Linked DNA regions of Sus scrofa: region 2 is linked to region 1. The links are chromatin contacts, called in public Hi-C maps. All regions are on one chromosome and are shown on one strand. The core of a region is the stretch at or near the end of the contact, and the rest is flanking DNA. Distances in the headings are between cores, read along the strand shown.

Evidence for each region. Hi-C and Micro-C count contacts between places; a contact is called where the count stands out from the background.
Region 2: a contact with region 1 is called in a Hi-C map of alveolar macrophages, with 1.6 times the contacts expected there. The contact joins the promoter of ARPP19 here to the enhancer-like site in region 1. A contact is called at or near these places in 1 of 5 promoter capture datasets (liver), 6 of 47 Hi-C or Micro-C datasets (alveolar macrophages, embryonic fibroblasts, psoas muscle and 1 more) and 2 of 2 datasets of contacts at active chromatin or transcription factors (alveolar macrophages and skeletal muscle).

The regions. Positions count from the first base shown.
Region 1 is chr1:119,028,904-119,033,838 of Sscrofa11.1, forward strand. The region is part of intron 2 of FAM214A (protein FAM214A); the gene reads left to right. Among named protein-coding and RNA genes, the nearest start is that of FAM214A, 38 kb to the left of the region's middle. Within about 2 kb of position 2,363, at least 2 of the 83 cell types and tissues checked have an H3K27ac peak or open chromatin away from gene starts, as enhancers often do. A contact at or near this core is called in alveolar macrophages, where this site is marked.
Region 2 is chr1:119,131,794-119,136,728 of Sscrofa11.1, forward strand. It overlaps ARPP19 (cAMP regulated phosphoprotein 19), which reads left to right and starts at 3,068. Exons shown (of 3, transcript NM_214175.1): 1 at 3,068-3,112. The coding sequence starts at 3,068.

The DNA.
Region 1 (4,935 bases), core at 1,113-3,612:
AATCAATCAATCAAAATCTTTTTAATTTAAAAGATAAATGTCAATTTTCTATGCTTTATACTTTGGTTAGAAAAGTTTTTTTCCTCAGAAATTTCTTTTTTTTTTTTTCCACTCTTCTGGCTTCTCCATGGCATATGGAGTTCCCAGGCCTGGGGTCACATCTGAGCCACAGCTGTGACCTATGCTGCAACTGCGGCAGCAATGAATCCTTGAATCCGCTGTGCCAGGCCTGGGATCCACCTTGTGTCTTGGCACTGCAGAGTTGACACCAATCCCATTGAACCACAGTGGGAACTCCTCATCAGACATTTCTAAGAATGTTATCTGAGCTTATCAACTGTTATGAAAGGTTAAGGCTTATAACATCTAGTAAATCATCAATACATTAATAATTTAATTTTTTTAATGGCCCAATACACAGTATATGGAAGTTCTTGGGCCAGGAATTGAATCTGAGCTGCTGCTGCAACCTACACCACAACTGTGGCGAGGCCACATCCTTTAATCCTGTGTGCAAGGCCGGGGATCAAACCACCTCCTCTGCAGAGGCCTGGGCTACTATGGTTGGATTCTTAATGCACTACACCACAGTGAGAACTTCAATACATTAATAATTTAAACATACTGTGTTTCAATTCACACTTGAACACATAGGTTATTTATTATTCTTAATTAAAAACTATTATTGTAAAATCTATTCCACAAGTAAAATACCAAACAATTTGATATTTTGAAATTAAAACTGAGAAGAATGTTGTCTTAGTTTTTTCCCTCTGCTATAGGTTGAATATCTGTGTGCCCCCAAAATCTACGTGTTGAAACCTTAAGCACCAAGATGATGGTAGCAGGAGATGGGGGCCTTTAGTAAGTGATTAGGTCATGAGGGCGAAGACCTCAGGAATATCATTAGTGTCCTTATGAAAGAGACCCAAGAAAGGTCCCTTACCCTTTCACCATCTGAGGTTGTAATGAAAAGACAGCTATCTATTGAGGAAGCTGGTCCTTAGCAGACACCCAAATCTTCTAGTGTCTTGATCTTGGACTTTCCAGTCTCCATACTGCAAGAAATAAATTTCTGTTGTTATTAAGCCACCTAGTTTATGGCATTTTGTTACAGAAGAGTGAATGGACTAAGACCTCCCTCCTCTGTTCTCTTTTTGATTATATTACAAATTTAGGCTTTAGCCTTAGTATTGCAGTAGCTTATGAACTTACCTAGAATATAAAGCAAACCATTTTAATCTCAAATAATTCTTTCTGGACAGCTGAAATAGGAGGAAAGAGTAAAGACTGGAAAAAATTAGCATGAGAGTTAGATGCATTGCTTGCTTGCTAAGAATAGTTATTGTTAGCTAATGTAAATCAAACAATAGAAATGACAGATATTGGAGGAAAAGAAAAGAAGTGTTGACTGGATTAAATAGAGCAGCCTTCTGCTAAACTCCCCTGGTGGAGGTGGTGGTACTAATAACAGCTAACTTCTATGTACTATGTGCCAGGCACTGTTCCAAGTTGTGTTTGTGTGTGTATATGCACACACCATGCATATATATGACTCATTTAATCATCACAGTAGTTTAAGGAATTAGATCCTGTTGTTATTTCCATTTTATAGACAAGTGAAACCAAGTCACAGGGAGAGATTTGGTAGCTTACCCAAGGTACACAGCTAATAAGAGGGCTATCCCGTATTTGAAGTAAGCTTGAGTACATGCTCTAGACCCTCTGACTGGTAGGAGCAAGTTACATTAAAATTTATGAGATAGTGGGACCAAACTGGTTTAAAAATAAGCTTGAGGAAAATGGAAAACAGATTGGCTGAGTATTATGATCTTGGAAAACTATGTATCTTATTTTTGGCTCACCTTCTCCATTTTTTTAATGGTGGAAGTGATAGTACCTTACCTTATTTTGAGGATTACATAAGTTAGTGTATGTAATGTGCTTAGAAATATGGCCGGCATAGAGTAAGCATTCAAATGTGAACTGCTCTTGTTACTGTTGGATGTGTTCTAATTAAGAAGTCAGTCATTTAGGGAAAGCTGGGGAGCACAAAAGAAAGGGGCTAATTCAGCTGTACGTGTTTTGTATATTCACTGTGATCTCAAGTCAAAAAATGACTACTGTTGGTCTTTCACCCATTTACATTGATGGATCTTGACACATCAGTAGCTGTCAAATAATTGCTGGCTTGATAACAACTTCTAAGATTTGGATACTAAAGGGATTGACACAGAGGTTCCCTATGTTTTTGCCTGTCATCCAGTAAGAAGGAAATGATTCAGTGGACAGAACATTGTCGTTTCTTTGAAGGATGAGAAAAAAGATAATTGGAAGGCAGAATTGTGAGGCTAATGTGTACATAGGGAGAATGACTCAAAAGCTGATTTCCTTTTCAAAAAGTGAAGAAACTCATGGGGCCTGAGTAGTCTACATTGTGAATAGGCATGGAAAAAAATGTTAAATGTAGAATATTTATATTCATTTATTCTTTTGCCCTTCTTAACTTTGCATCTAATTATGGTAATGTTTTCCCCCCATTTAAGGCTGAGTGTTTTAAAGACTAAAGGAATGTAAAACTTAGAATTCTAACTTAACACTGACTTTTTTTTTTTTTTTTTTTTTTAATGAGAAAGCAAAATCAAAAAGTCCTGGGAAACAGTATTTCTTTCTCAGTTGGGTAAACCAAAGTCAGTTTGTCAGTTAATTCTGTCTTTGCTCAAATGAGTAAAGATCTGACATGAATTGTGTAAGACTTTCATAATAAACTGAAACAGGTTGGACTGGTAAAAATGCCAGTAGCTAGAGAAAATATTAGACATTAATCCATGTGTAATACAAAGACAGACCTAGTAATAACCTAAGTTGAGATTTCTATGTAAAAGAAACTAATCCAGTAAAATGATAATAAGCCCTATTGTATTTTTTCCCTTTGTTCAGCATGCCCAGTCCTATTGGCCACTTTTAGGTTTTTGATTACCATTCACCTCCTTGTGTGCACTATTTCTTCTGCCTGAAAAACCTTTCTCCCCAATCATCACATGGGTAGATCATTCTTCTGATCTTGGCTTAAATATCACTTTTCAGAGGATCATTCTCTGTCTTAAGTGCTCAGTTAATTTTAGCTGCTATTATTATTTATTAAATTAGTATCCTCTGTTGTTTTGTGCCTCAGCAGTCTGTTTCCTTTATAGCATTTAACTACATTTTGTAACTTTTTTCTTTGTTTATTGTCTGTCTCTGCAACTAGATTTTAAGTTCCCTGAGGTCAGGAACCTTGTCTTTTGTTCATAGCTGTGTTTCCATCACCTGGCACAAAACCTCATACATGTTAGGTATATATCAGGTACTTAATATATACTTGTTGAAAGAATGAATGAATCACTTGTATATCCCAATATTTATAGAGCAAAAAGGAATAGAAACAGATGATTAGCATTTATTTTTTAATGATACCAACTGAAATTCTCCTATTTTAGGGATTTGTTTGCTTTATTGACTGTTGGGCTATTACAACTTTATACCTAGTTTTTTGTTGTTGTTGTTGTTGGTTTTTTTTGGGTTTCATTTTCTTTTGTTTTGGCTGCATCCATGTTATGTAGATGTTCCCAGGCCAGGGATCAAACCTGTGCCATAGCAGTGGCATTGCCAGATCCTTAACCTGCTGAGCCACCAAGGAAGTTCTATACCTAATTTTTAAAAAATAGATTTACTGAGTTCCCTGGTGGCCTAGCACCTAAGGATCTGCTATTGTCACTGCTATGGCACGCGTTCAATCTCTGGCCTGGGCGTGGCCAAAAAATGTGTGTGTGTGTGTGTGTGTGTGTGTGTGTGTGTATTTGCCCATAACTTAACTTAAAGGAGGTTGTGTTTTATTTATTTTATTAAAGTATAGTTGATTTACAAAGTTGTGCCAATTTCTTTTTCTTTTCTTTTTTACTTTTGGCTGCCCCAAGGTAAGTGGAGTTCCCAGGCCAGGGATCAGATCCGAGCCACAGTTAGGATCTTAAGCCACAGCCACAGCAACTCTGGATCCTTAACCCAGTCTACTGGGCTGGGGATTGAACCTGCGACCCAGAGCTCCCAAGGTGCTGCTTATCCCATTGTGCCCACAGTGGGAACCCCTATTGTGCCAATTTCTGCTGTACAGCAAAGTGACCCAGTCATACACATACATATATATTCCCCCTCCTATATTATCTTCCATCATGGTCCATCCCAAGAGACTGGACATAGTTCCTTGTGCTATACGGTAGGACCTCACTGCTCATCCACTTTAAGTGTAATAGTTTGCATCTACTAACCCCATAGTCCCAGTCCATTCGACCCTTTCCCCCTTGGCAACCACAAATGTTTTCTCTAGGTCTGTGAGTCTGTTTCTGCTTTGTGCCATAGGTTCATTTGTGCCATATTTTAGATTCTACATACGAGTGATATCATAAAGTATTTGCCCTTCTCTTTCTGACTTTATTTAGTATGAAAATCTCTATTGCATCCATGTTGTAATGGCTGAGTAGTGTTCCGCTGTATATATGTACCACATCTTCTTAATCCATTTATCTGTTGATGGACATTTAGGTTGCTTCCATGTTTTGGCTGTTGTGAATAGTGCTACTATGAACAAATGGTGCATGTATCTTTTTGAATTGTAGTTTTGTCCAGATATATCCCCAGGAGTGGGATTGCTGGATAATATGGTAGTTTATATTTAGTTTTCTGAGGTACTGAGAGGTACTGCATACTGTTTTCCACAGTGGTTGTACCAATTTACATTCCCACCAACAGTGTAGGAGGGTTCCTTTTCTTCAAACCCTCTCCAGTATTTGTTATTTGTAGACTTTCTACTGATGGCCATTCTGACTAGTGTGAGGTGGTACCTCATTGTAGCTTTGATTTACATTTCTCTAATAGTGATGTTGAACACTTTTTTTCATG
Region 2 (4,935 bases), core at 1,818-4,317, 100 kb after region 1:
TTAAGTCTTGTGTTCCCATTTGTATGATCTGTTAAAATGAGAGCTTTTTACCTACCTAAAATATGATACTTGAAATAAAACAAAACAGAATGTATTCTGTTCTTGGTATTTCCTGTAGTATAAGCAAGGATGGAAGCAGATTTCCTCTCAGCTCTTTGAGGAATGGGTGACATCTCATTTCCTTTATTCTCTCCTACAATCTCTTGAGCTAGGGCACCTAAACCTCAAAAAGACCACTGCTATTTGAAAAACTTTTATATACCTACCAAGTTCCAAATCTGAAAACTATTTTGTGCATACATGCATTAGAATCACCAGGGGGAGCTTTGGTTAAACATCAGTTTCTAGAATTTGCCCCAGTCTTAATGAGAATCTGTCATTAGAGTTTCTTCTCAGTGATTCTAATCCCTGTAGCTAGTTTAATTAATTAAAATTAAATAAATTTTAAAATTCACTTCCTCAGTTGTGCTAGTAACATTTCAATTGCTCATTATTTGTATATGGCTAGTGGCTACTGCATTGGAAAGCACTGATAGAGAATATTTCCATCCTCACAGAAAGTTCTATTGAACAGCACTGTTCAGAATACATAAATGGCAGCTGAAGCTATGAGAGTAGAAATGATTTCTCAAGAGAGGATAAAACCAGAAGGGAGGGGGATCTAAAGAAGTGTTAGAACCCTCCCGTTAAAAGGCAAGTAAAGACTCAAAGGAGACTAAGAAGGAATGATCAGAGAAGCAGGAGAGAGTGACAGAGTAGTATCCTAGACATCAAAGGAAGAAAGTTTTGAGAAATAGAGCATTTGTGATCACTGCGTAATTTCAAGCATTAAGGTACATGGTTGATGTTACTTGAGAAAGAAGGCTTCTCAGACAGTCCCCAGAATGGGACATTGGTCTTTATGAGTTCTCCACTGATTAAAATCTTTCTCCCAGAAATTCAAACATGCCCTCATTTGAGTGACTATCTTTTATTATTTATTTATTTTATTTTGCTTTTTAGGGCCATACCTGTGGCATATGGAGGTTCCCAGGCTGGGGTGGAATCAGAGCTGTAGCTACCGGCCTATGCCACAGCTACAGCAATGTCATATCCAAGATGTGTCTGTGACCCACACCACAGCTCATGGCAACGCCAGATCCTTAACCCACTGAGCGAGGCCAGGGATCGAACCCGAATCCTCATGGATACTAGTTAGGTTCTTAACCCACTGAGCCACAATAGGAACTCCTGAGTGTGACTATCTTTTAAGAATAGATTTTCTTTAAGGTTACATATACTGTATGTGTGTCTATCAGATTTTAGTTCACAGATATATGATATAGGATTTAAGCCAGAACGTCAGTTCATTAATAAAAATAAAACTGTTAGGGAGTTCCCATTGTGGCTCAGTGGAAACGAATCTGACTAGCATCCATGAGGACACAGGATCGATCCCTGCCTTGCTCAGTGGGTTATGGATTGGGAGTTGCCGTGAGCTGTGGTATAGGTTGCAGATGAGGCCTGGATCCCATGTTGCTGTGGCATAGGCCAGCAGCTGCAGCTCTGATTCAACCCCAGCCTGGGAACCTCCATATGCTTTGGGTGCGGCCCTAAAAAAAGACAAAACAAAAAACAAAAAAAACCTGTTAGATGCTTCAGTTAGTCTATCTAGGGCATTCTCCTTTCTCCCTGCAGGTTTGCATAAAGGAAAGGCAAATTTTCAGTAGGTTACTTTGTATGAAATGAGAACAAATATTTAATTGGTCTTATAAAAATTTCTCTGCTGCCCAGCCTAAGTCACTCTGAAAGGATATCCTGGTCAAAGAGTCTCAGTCTCTTGAACTCTTGTATTTTAAATATTTTGTTGCCTGACAAATGCCTTCTTTTCCTTCTCCAAAAGGAGTGCACTTTTTGTTTTCTAAGTTGCAATTCTTCCTGACTGAGATTCTACCCAGGACACCCTGGTTGAATTTTGATGGTTTCCAAATTTCCCCAGAATTGCATCCACACTATCTGTTGCTTTTTACTAGTTTAACTCTTAGAGGGCAATCCAAGTTTCTCCAAGTTTCTGAGATATACTTAATTGGAACCACCATGTATTGCCAGTAGCTATTCACAGGACAAACAGAATAACGATTAAATGTGAAGCCAACGGATTTGGCAATTGAGAAAGTCATTGGAAGAGTCTGGTGCCAGCCGTTTCAGTAACGTTGTGGGAGTGGACCCCGGAGAGTTGACAAATGAATGGAAGCTGAATTCCTTCATCAGATATTTATTGACTGGTTAGGAATTGCTGGGCTCTTGGAACAAAATATAAGTAAATATGGACGAGGTCCCTGTTCCAAGGTGGCTTATCGGACAGGAAAAGTGACATCAATAAAGTAGTCACAACAAATACTGTCTAATGATAGATAACACTGTGGATTGTTGAGGAACTATACAGAGATGTGAGAACACTTAAAAGATGGGTATTACTTAGAAAAGGGGCTCAGGAACCGCCTGAGACGATGACGTAGGACTGGGGATGTGAAAGATAAAGAAGGTTAAATAAGCGAAGCGGAGTGGGGAGAGACTTGGGGAGCACAAAGCTTTGGGCCGCCCAGAAGAAAGTCTGTGTAGCCGCAACGGGAAAGCGAGGAGGAGAACGGTACTAGACTAGTTCGGGAAAGCTGGAGTCCAAAGACAGAGCTGGCAGGCAAAGGCGGTGAGAAGCGGCTCCACTTAAGAACTACAACTCCCTGGAAGCAGTTGGCGGGCGGAAGTGAGGTGAGGCGCGAGCCGCGACCTTTGAAGGAAAGAAGGAAGTGCTTGGGAGTCGCAGAGCCGGAGAAGCGGGGTAAGGTAGGCACCGGAGCGGTGCGGGAGGGGCGGCGGGGCGGCGGGGTGGCGGGCCGCAGTGGCTGCCCGGCAGGCGCAGCCGGGCTGCGTGTCGTCATAAGGTGGCGGCCATTTTTGCGGGCGGAGGCTGCCCGGGTGGGCGCTTGGGGAACGGGGCCGGCGGGCCTGAGGCGGCGCAGCGGCCGGGCGGCCTCGGCCACCCGGTAATCACTTCTTTTCCCGGTGTCTCGTCCGCAGAGGGAGCAGGATGTCCGCGGAAGTCCCCGAGGCAGCCTCCGCGGAGGAGCAGAAGGTGAGTGTGCGCGGGGAGCGGACCCTGGGGCCCAGAAGGCCCAAGGCGGTCGATGTCCAGGGCGGGTCTGGCGGCGGCCTGCTCCGACCATGAGCGGAGGGGCGCGGCCGGTGTGCCCACCCCCCGTGTCTGGGAAGGTCAGACACGCCCGGCCCCGGCGCCCGCAGGAGCTTTGGTAGTTAGCGCCGACGTGGTGCGAGTTGGAATGTTCTCCTTGTCCTGGCTGAAATGTGCCTTTCTCCTGGGGTGTGTCCCATTTTTCCTTAATCCCTCCACTGAATGTGAGCACCCGGGACTCGGTCCTTAACGCTGCGCCCAGGTTTTTCCGGCCTGCACTTGGGTCAGGAACCTTATTTTTTACTCCAAGAACTAACTCTCCAACTACTTGTATTGTCTTCGTGCTCTTAACTCCTGAGGCGGTACCTCGTGTTTGGGCGCTGAGTTAGACCTGGGTTGGAATTTCATGTCCAGTCTTTCATTGTTGGCGGTGTAGCCCTGGTCAGCTGCTAAGCTCTTCTGGCCTCAGCCCTTTCGTTTGTAAAGTAAGAAAAATAGCCCTTGTTTGATAGGGTCGTTTTGAGGCTTGAATGAGGTGAGGAACTTAGAGCTTTGGAGCAGCGTGTGCTCAGAAATGTGAGCCACAGCTGTTCTCATTATGGTACTTGGAAAAAAAATCGAAAGGTTGAAATTAAAAATTTTTTTTACTAACCGTTCATGTCTTTCGTGGAGACAGCGGAACATACTGTAAACTCACTTATAATAACTTGCTGATGTAAGGAGATAGGCCACGGATCAGCATGAGTCATATTACGAATATAAAGGCTTTATAATTGTCTAGGCTAGTGTTCTCTTCCACCGTAATTATTTCTGCTGCCCTGCCTTCCTGGGTACTTGGGGCTGGTCTCCAAAGGTCCATTGTATCGTCTTTCCTAAATTGTTTATGGTGAACTCACCACCAACACTTTAAAAAAATTTTTTAATGAAATTTTACTGAAATTTAATGAAATTTTAATTTATAGTTGATTTACAATGTTGTGTTTCAGGTGTATAGCAAAGTGAATCGGCTATACATATCTATATGTCCATTATTTTTCAGATTCTTTACCCGTATAGGTTATTATAGAATATTGAGTAGAGTTACCTGTGTTATACAGTAGGTCCTTGTTATTCACTTTATATGTAGTAGTCCACTTTCTTAAAGAATCAGAATTATTATCATAAATAAGATTTGTTCTGATACTTGGATTTTGTAAGGGTTTCTGGTTAAGGTTACACCCATGTTCTTAACTAGGCTGGAAATTTGGTTAGTGGTCTAAATCCACTCCATGTGTTCTTTACCATGTTAACTTTTCCTGAATTGAATGGTTCTATTAGGATATTACTTGTAAAGTTTCTGGAGAAAAAAGCAATAGCATAAATAGTAGGCCAAGTCACTACATTATTTGGAAATATTCCATAGAAGCTATGTTGGATATCTTTTGCACTTTGCTGAAAAGCGAACTTTGGGGGCAGTGTGTGTGTGTGTGTGCGTGTGTGTAATTTAAGGATTACAGGCATAACTAATAAGTATTATGTATTATAAAGTATTTATCATAGGGTTCATTATACCTTAGGATTTAGGAACCCAGGAAAAACAACAAATTCAGGTCTGTGGTGTCTTGTCCTAAACACTAAAATGGATCTCAGTTTTCACTTCTGATGTACAATAATGTGCTATGTAACTTTTCCTTACAAGGTTTGTTAGTATGTTGCCAAAGCATAGAGTCTTGACTTCTGCATTGTAAATGCTTTCACTAGGGACAGCCTAATACTTTATTTCTCAA